Regions from separate parts of the Mus musculus genome. Here region 2 is linked to region 1. The links are chromatin contacts, called in public Hi-C maps. All regions are on one chromosome and are shown on one strand. Each heading gives the region's core, a stretch centred on a gene start, on an enhancer-like site or on the middle of the called end of the contact. The rest is flanking DNA. Distances are from core to core; before and after follow the strand shown.

What was found. Hi-C and Micro-C count contacts between places; a contact is called where the count stands out from the background.
Region 2: a contact with region 1 is called in a Hi-C map of liver, with 1.7 times the contacts expected there. The contact joins two enhancer-like sites. A contact is called at or near these places in 1 of 484 Hi-C or Micro-C datasets (liver), 1 of 115 datasets of contacts at active chromatin or transcription factors (embryonic stem cells) and 1 of 9 other capture datasets (adipose tissue).

The regions. Positions count from the first base shown.
Region 1 is chr13:94,251,372-94,254,665 of GRCm38.p6, reverse strand. It overlaps Scamp1 (secretory carrier membrane protein 1), which reads left to right. Exons shown (of 9, transcript NM_029153.1): 2 at 1,596-1,673. Among named protein-coding and RNA genes, the nearest start is that of Scamp1, 32 kb to the left of the region's middle. Within about 2 kb of position 1,460, at least 15 of the 459 cell types and tissues checked have an H3K27ac peak or open chromatin away from gene starts, as enhancers often do. A contact at or near this core is called in liver, where this site is marked.
Region 2 is chr13:94,397,865-94,401,363 of GRCm38.p6, reverse strand. The region is part of intron 3 of Ap3b1 (adaptor-related protein complex 3, beta 1 subunit); the gene reads right to left. Among named protein-coding and RNA genes, the nearest start is that of Ap3b1, 41 kb to the right of the region's middle. Within about 2 kb of position 2,048, at least 65 of the 459 cell types and tissues checked have an H3K27ac peak or open chromatin away from gene starts, as enhancers often do. A contact at or near this core is called in liver, where this site is marked.

The DNA of each region.
Region 1 (3,294 bases), core at 211-2,710:
CCATGGACTTTTGACTAAAATAAAAAATCCCGTTTAAAAAAATTCTTAATTCTTAATTCTGTTCAACTCTCGATAGAAAAAAATTCTACAAAAATCACTTCCTGCTCTCACTTTCTGCTGGCTCATCTCCTGCAGACCAAAAGCCCAGTTTTTTTATTTACATTTCAACTCAGTCTTTTACTCTGGGCTCCCTCTTGACTGTCCCACAGACTGCATGCCAAGACCTTAGCTCGACTCTTAAAAAAAAAAAAGAAAGAAAGAAAGGACAAGTACATTTTTTTTTAACATTGAAAAAAAATTTCAGAGATCTGCCCTCTTTGTAAATTTAGCTGGGTGTGGCCCCTTGTCCTGAGATTACCATTCTGACCACACAACTAAATTAAATTAAATTAAATTAAATTAGTACTGTTCCAACTGACCTTAAATTCAAGAATCTACCTGCCTTTGTAAACAAAACACTTAGCTGGGCGGGATCTTGCCTTGCAGTCACCGCTCCCTAAATCTCTTTACCTCTTTCCTCAGCATCTTTCTCACAGAGGGCTCATAGTGCAGTAGCTGCCTCTGTTCCTCTAGGTCTGTGAAGATCCTCATACAATTCATATTGCATCCTTATATTGTCGCATAGTTGAGAAATTATATATTTTCAGACTCATGTTTTTAGAGTTCTTTTCCACCGCCTTAAAGGCTGACCTAAAGATCCCAGCATTTACCATTTTGCTGAGACATAGACACACCTTTGCCTCCCGAACTCATGCTGTCTCTGATTATCATGGAGTCATTAACCTTACAGAAAAACATTCCTCGGAGGAACATAAAAATAATGTATATTATTATTCAAACAAGCCTTACCCCTCAGCCGCCATTGATACTCAAGCCATTCCACTCCCACCAAAGCCATGCTAGACTCGGCAATATACATGTGTGTGTCTCTCTCTCTGTGTACTCATACATACCTCTGTGTGTGTGTGTGTGTGTGTGTGTGTGTGTGTGCGCACACACACACACAGATAACAATAGTAATTAAAGAAGAGATCATGATTTAGGAGGTAGAACATAGGAGGGTTTAGAGGAAGGGGCAGGAGTGATGTAGATAATTACTCATGTGTGAAATTCTCAACATAATAAAACATCACAAAAGTAAAAAGGAGACCATGAAGCCAGATATGAAGCCAGAACTCAGGAGGCTGAGGCATTAGGACTGCCAAGGGTTCAAAGCCAGCCTGGCTATAGAGTGAGACCCTGTGTCATAACGGGGGGAGGGTATGAACTTTATGTTGATCTGACAAATGGTGGGTTTAAGTGTCCTAAGGCAGTCAGCACCACACAGCAAGTAGGTGGGCCTACTTCGATCTTTATATACCGACTAGCAGCTGACTTGCGCCTAACTCATGTTTTATTTGTTTTTCTTTGAGGGTGTGAGGGCTGCCGGCTTAAATATTACCTTTGTTGAAATGTTGAATATATCTGACAGTACTTTCAGTTTGCTTTGTTTTGCTGAGACCAAAGGTTCAGATAAAGCAAGTAGTATGTAAATATCAAAATTGTGTCTTAATTATTAACTCATATTTTTTTTTCTCTTTCAATTCTTTTTCCAGGACCCATCTGTCACACAGGTGACAAGAAATGTGCCACCGGGACTTGATGAATACAACCCTTTCTCCGACTCTCGCACGGTAGCATGATTTATTTTTTGTACTTCTCTTAAGTGTTTAAATGGAAGTTAAATAGGGGACATTTTAACTACTCTTTTTCAGCTGGTGGAGTAAGTGAGTGTAAAACAACCTGTGTGGATGTGTTAGTTAGAATTCAGCAAGTTAGGATTGTTTGTTTTTCATGGGCAGGACATTGGTGGTAACCATGATGACCATGATAGTTCTCGAGAAGTTCCTGAGAGTTCCTCTTCTGTAAAGTGTGTTGTGCGGACCTCCTCGAGGCACTGGAAGCACTGGGAAGTAGGAGCGTGCCTCTTGCTGTTGGTGCTGCCTTTGTGGGAATGTCGGCGATGCTTTCTTATAATGGGGCTGCCTGTGACATTTGTGTGCTTGTCATTTGAGTCGCCTGCTGCTGTAGCAGTTTTTCCCTCTGGAAGTCTGCTTGCTCTAGGAAAAAAACTTTCTTCCTCTCAAACTTCAGGGGTATGAGAAGACCTCCCCTGATGGGTGCCTACTCTGTGTGCTCACGAGGGTGGAAAGGACCATGTTCTGCCGTGCATTAAGGTCATCACCAGTTACACTTAGGGCTTTTTGTTAAAGCCTTTTGGACAATTTTATTTGATCAAGATTTTAGAAGTTTGGAAGTAGGCCGGGCAGTGGTGGCCTTAATGCATGCCTTTAATACCAGCACTTGGGAGGCAGAGGCAGGCAGATTTCTGAGTTTGAGGCCAGCCTGGTCTACAGAGTGAGTTCCAGGACAGCCAGGGCTATACAGAGAAACCCTGTCTCGAAAAACAAAAACAAACAAACAAACAAACAAACAAACAAAAAACTTTGGAAGTAGTTTTCTCCTCAAATAATGTTGTTTTCTGAAATTTCGCTGATATCTTAGATAATTGTACACACCAGGTCCCTAGTTATAAATATTTGTGATTCTGAAAATGTTAGTCACCCCATGCATACTTGTGTTATAGATGTGGATTTTTATCACCCTATAATGATCCTTAACTGGTTGGTGAGTATTCTTCATAGTGTAGAAGATTATTCTGAAAGATCATGTAGAATTTCCTTGGGGGTTTCTTCAATGTGTATTTTATTGACTCCTTAGTTCTATAGGAGCTTTGTACAAAGCTGTAATTAAAAACATAAATGTATTTGCTCCTTGTCCTCAGTTCTGGGTATATAGATCCTAAAACTTTTGGAATTTGATGTATGTTAATGAGGTGACTGGTAGCTTTGTGTCCCTAGGTGCTTCAGGATGTGTGTGTGTGTGTGTGTGTGTGTGTGTGTGTGTGTGTGTCTACCATGAACCTGGTGCCCATGGAAGGTGGAAGGAGACATCCGATTCTCGGGAACTAGAGTTCCCTGGTTTGTGTAAATGCAGATGCTGGGAACTGAGTCCAAGTCTTCTGTAAGAGCAGCTGGTGTCCCTAAAGGCTCAGTGCTGCTCTCTGGCTTGCTGGTAATGTTTTGCTCAGCCTGCTTTTTTATAGAACCTAGGACCATCAGCCCAGGCATGACCCCACCCACAGTGGGCTGGGCCCTCCCCCATCAATCACTAATTTAAAATATGCCCTACAGGCTTGTCTTCAGCCTGATCTTATGTAGTCATTTTCTTGAGGCTCCCTTTTCTCAGAAGACT
Region 2 (3,499 bases), core at 799-3,298, 150 kb before region 1:
TGAAGAGCTTTGTCACATCAACAATATGTGGCAGCCCCCTTGCCAGGACAGGAGCAAATTAACTCTACTTGTGCCTCTGGAAACCAAAAGCAGTCTCTCACAAGTGTCACCCAATCCACTCAGGACTCTGAACATCCACCCTTCCCAAAACTGTACTTAAGATAAACATCTCTGTGGAAGAAAACCTATCTAGAAAACATAGCTGTCTCTTGTTATGGTGAGCAACAGAGTCACTGCCCAGTTACCACAGCTACAGTGTGTTTCATCGCCCTTCACATAAAGTTCCCTGAACTTCTAGCTGGGTGATGGCCTAAATAAAACCACCACATGCGCTTTTCAAATAGTTTACTTACCAAAATCAAGAAATGTCACATCAGTCCAAGCCTAGTACCCTATACCTAATCCATATTTTAAGCTTCCAATATCTTATAAAGCATGTTTTCTCTGACTCGGGGTCCTGGCTGTACAGAAGCACCTCGTCTTGTTGGGTGCCTTTCACCTGAGGAAGCTCTTCAGTGTTTCTTTCTGGTTATAAGAGGAAAGCACTCTCTGGCTCACTTTTATTTTTTATTTTCCCTTATTCTTCACCTCACGCTCTGACTTCCCACGGCCTACACTGCCTCTGCTCTCAATGCTCACTTCCACTAAGCACAGTCACTACCGCAAGTCAAAGGGGAGGCAGGTTTGCTGATGGTCACAGAGGCAGAAACACACAAACAGGATGTGTCTGTGGGGATGCAGGGGCGCTTTCCGGAGGCCTCCGTGTTCTGGCCAATGAGATCTGTCCTCCAGTTTCCTATTGACTTATTACCTAAGAAAAGGAGTTAGTACCCTCCCCGAGGGATACCTGAAAACCCAGTAAAATTACGCAATCCCCAAAATAATTTTTTCATAAAATATCTGTTGAGACTGAGCCTCCTTATAGCCTAACTTGGTCAGGACCTCAGGAGCCCTGCCTTGACCTCCTCAGTCCTGGAACTAAAGGACTACACTCACATCTCTTGTTCTTTAAGGCAGGAAAAAACTTTGTATTTATAGACAAAGGCTTTACATCATCTAACCTTTAATAAATCATACATAATGTCTAGCATTCAGCTTTGCTATGTAAGAACCGGTCTCCTAGCCGGGCGTGGTGGCGCACACCTTTAATCCCAGCACTTGGGAGGCAGAGGCAGGCAGATTTCTGAGTTCGAGGCCAGCCTGGTCTACAGAGTGAGTTCCAGGACAGCCAGGGCTACACAGAGAAACCCTGTCTTGGAAAAAAACAACAAAAAAAAAGAACCGGTCTCCTGACACATGTGCAGATCTGTACCGTGATGACCCTAGCCCTGGAAGTTCATGTTAACAAGCCAATAGGAACTGTTGTTACTCTGTGAGGTCAGGGTGCCTTACTCCAGGATCCCCATCTCTTTAATCAGCGAACTTTTTGCCTAAATTCCCAATCATACTCCATGTGACTTCTTTTGTTCAATAGGTGCTTCTCACACTTCGGAGTCTGCAAAGTCCAAAGATGAATACGTAATGCTGTCCCATTTAATCATCTCAAGTGAGTTTTCACATAAGGGACAAACCATAGGTTCCAAGACCAGGCAAGACCAGTTTAGACAGAAACCAAACCAGGTAAGGGATGCTAGTTTAAAAGTGGAAGAAGCTAAAAGATCCAAACCACAACTAACATTTCTGATTCAAAGCAACGTCTTAACGTGTCGGTGCCATAATGCCGATCCTGTGATAGATGGTTCTTTGAAAACAGATGGCCACAACTTCCCAGCTCGAGTTTTAAGTTCCTGAATGCAGCTCTGCTAGAAAGTAGCCAAGACCTGCTGGCTGACAGGTTATCAGCTAGAGCACATGTCAATCAGAAAGTTCTCGAATCACCTAGGACTGAAGGTGCTTGAGTTAAACTGTATCCTGCCAGCCAGACTGGACTGCTGATCAAAGCTCTGTAACTACCCATGGGATCTAATGTCCCCAGCAGTTGTAAGCCACTGACTAGCAATGTCTAAAAGCCACAGTGCACCCGAGGAGCATGATGATGATTGTGGAACTTGTTCTGTCTGCTTGGAACAACCACTCCAAGTGCTCTTTGTCCTTCCCAATCATGCTCAGAGCCAACTCTGCACAGCCAAGTTTTAGAGAAAAAAAACACTAAGAGTCCACGCTGCCCTGATTTCCTTGGGATTTATTTCTCAACAACACTTTTGTTTCTCAGGACAGCCAGCGAGCTTTAAAACTGTATTATGAACTCCAGGATGGAGCTAGGGTTGATAATGACTCAGAACCACAGCTGAGCTAGCAGGCTTCGCTGTAATTACTCACAATTGGAGGAGGATTTCTGTGACTGTTATGGCAAAAAGCATAACAATATTAAATCACAGAAGGTTGCAAAACACTAAATTTGTTCCAGTTCTGTTATAAGAATCAATCAATATTGACCACAAGAGGCCTATGCACTGCCAGGCTGCAGGTGTGCACAGAAAGCCTACTTTCCCTGAGACCATTCTGTGAGCAGAAATGGGAGTAGTTGAAGGTCCGTGACTACGCCACTCTCTGATCAGTTACTTTCATTCAATGTTACAACACTCCTTGCTGTAAAGCTAATCATAGCAGGGCCCCGGCAGTCTGCAAGAACACAGGCAGATCTGTTTAATTAGCTTATCGATACCACTGCATCAAACTTCATGAGTTATTGACTAACGCTTTGATTATTTTTGTACGCTAGCCGACTGCTTTCTAGGTCACTTTTTGTATCATCTGACATCTCATGTCAGATGACGTACCAGATGGCTCCCCTGTGTATCTAAGGCAGCATACACTTACAAAAATGAAATTTCTCACTTGGCAGCAAGAAAACATCAATCAATTCTCTGAGCACAGGTTTCTAAGAAGCTCATTTCAGGTTTTCCATAATATTAGATTAAGTATATTCCCCCCACCAAAAAAATCACAAAGTTTTAAAGAACAAAGACATCAAAAGCAAACAGCCCAGAGGCAAATGGGGAGACCAGTGGCTGAGAGCACTTGGTGCTCTTACAGGGGACACAGAGGACGTCGTGTCAAGCACCCACGTGGTGGCTCACAACCATCTGTAATTCCAGTTCCAGAGGATCCAACACCTTCTTCTGCTCTCATGAGCACTGTACACAAACGGTACAAAGCCACACACGCAGGCAGACACCATACACATCAAATAAAACTAAAAGCATATTTAAAAGAAAGAGACCAGCAATAATGACTCTACTAAAACTTCTCTTACAGAGTCCTGGGCAACACAGCAGAACTGGGGGGCAGAAGAGGAAAAGGAGGAGACAGCAAGGTCTCCTGCATAACCACCTGCCAGACAAGCAGCTCTCAGTGAGCAAAATTAACGAAAAGTGTTCTGTTTCCACGACGAAAGGTCCAGGAAGAGCAAGTGAATTTACTACCAGCTTCATGGACTCCATCGTTCCTCTCCATATCTACCACAACAAAAAGATCATCCGCACACCAGACGCCTCCC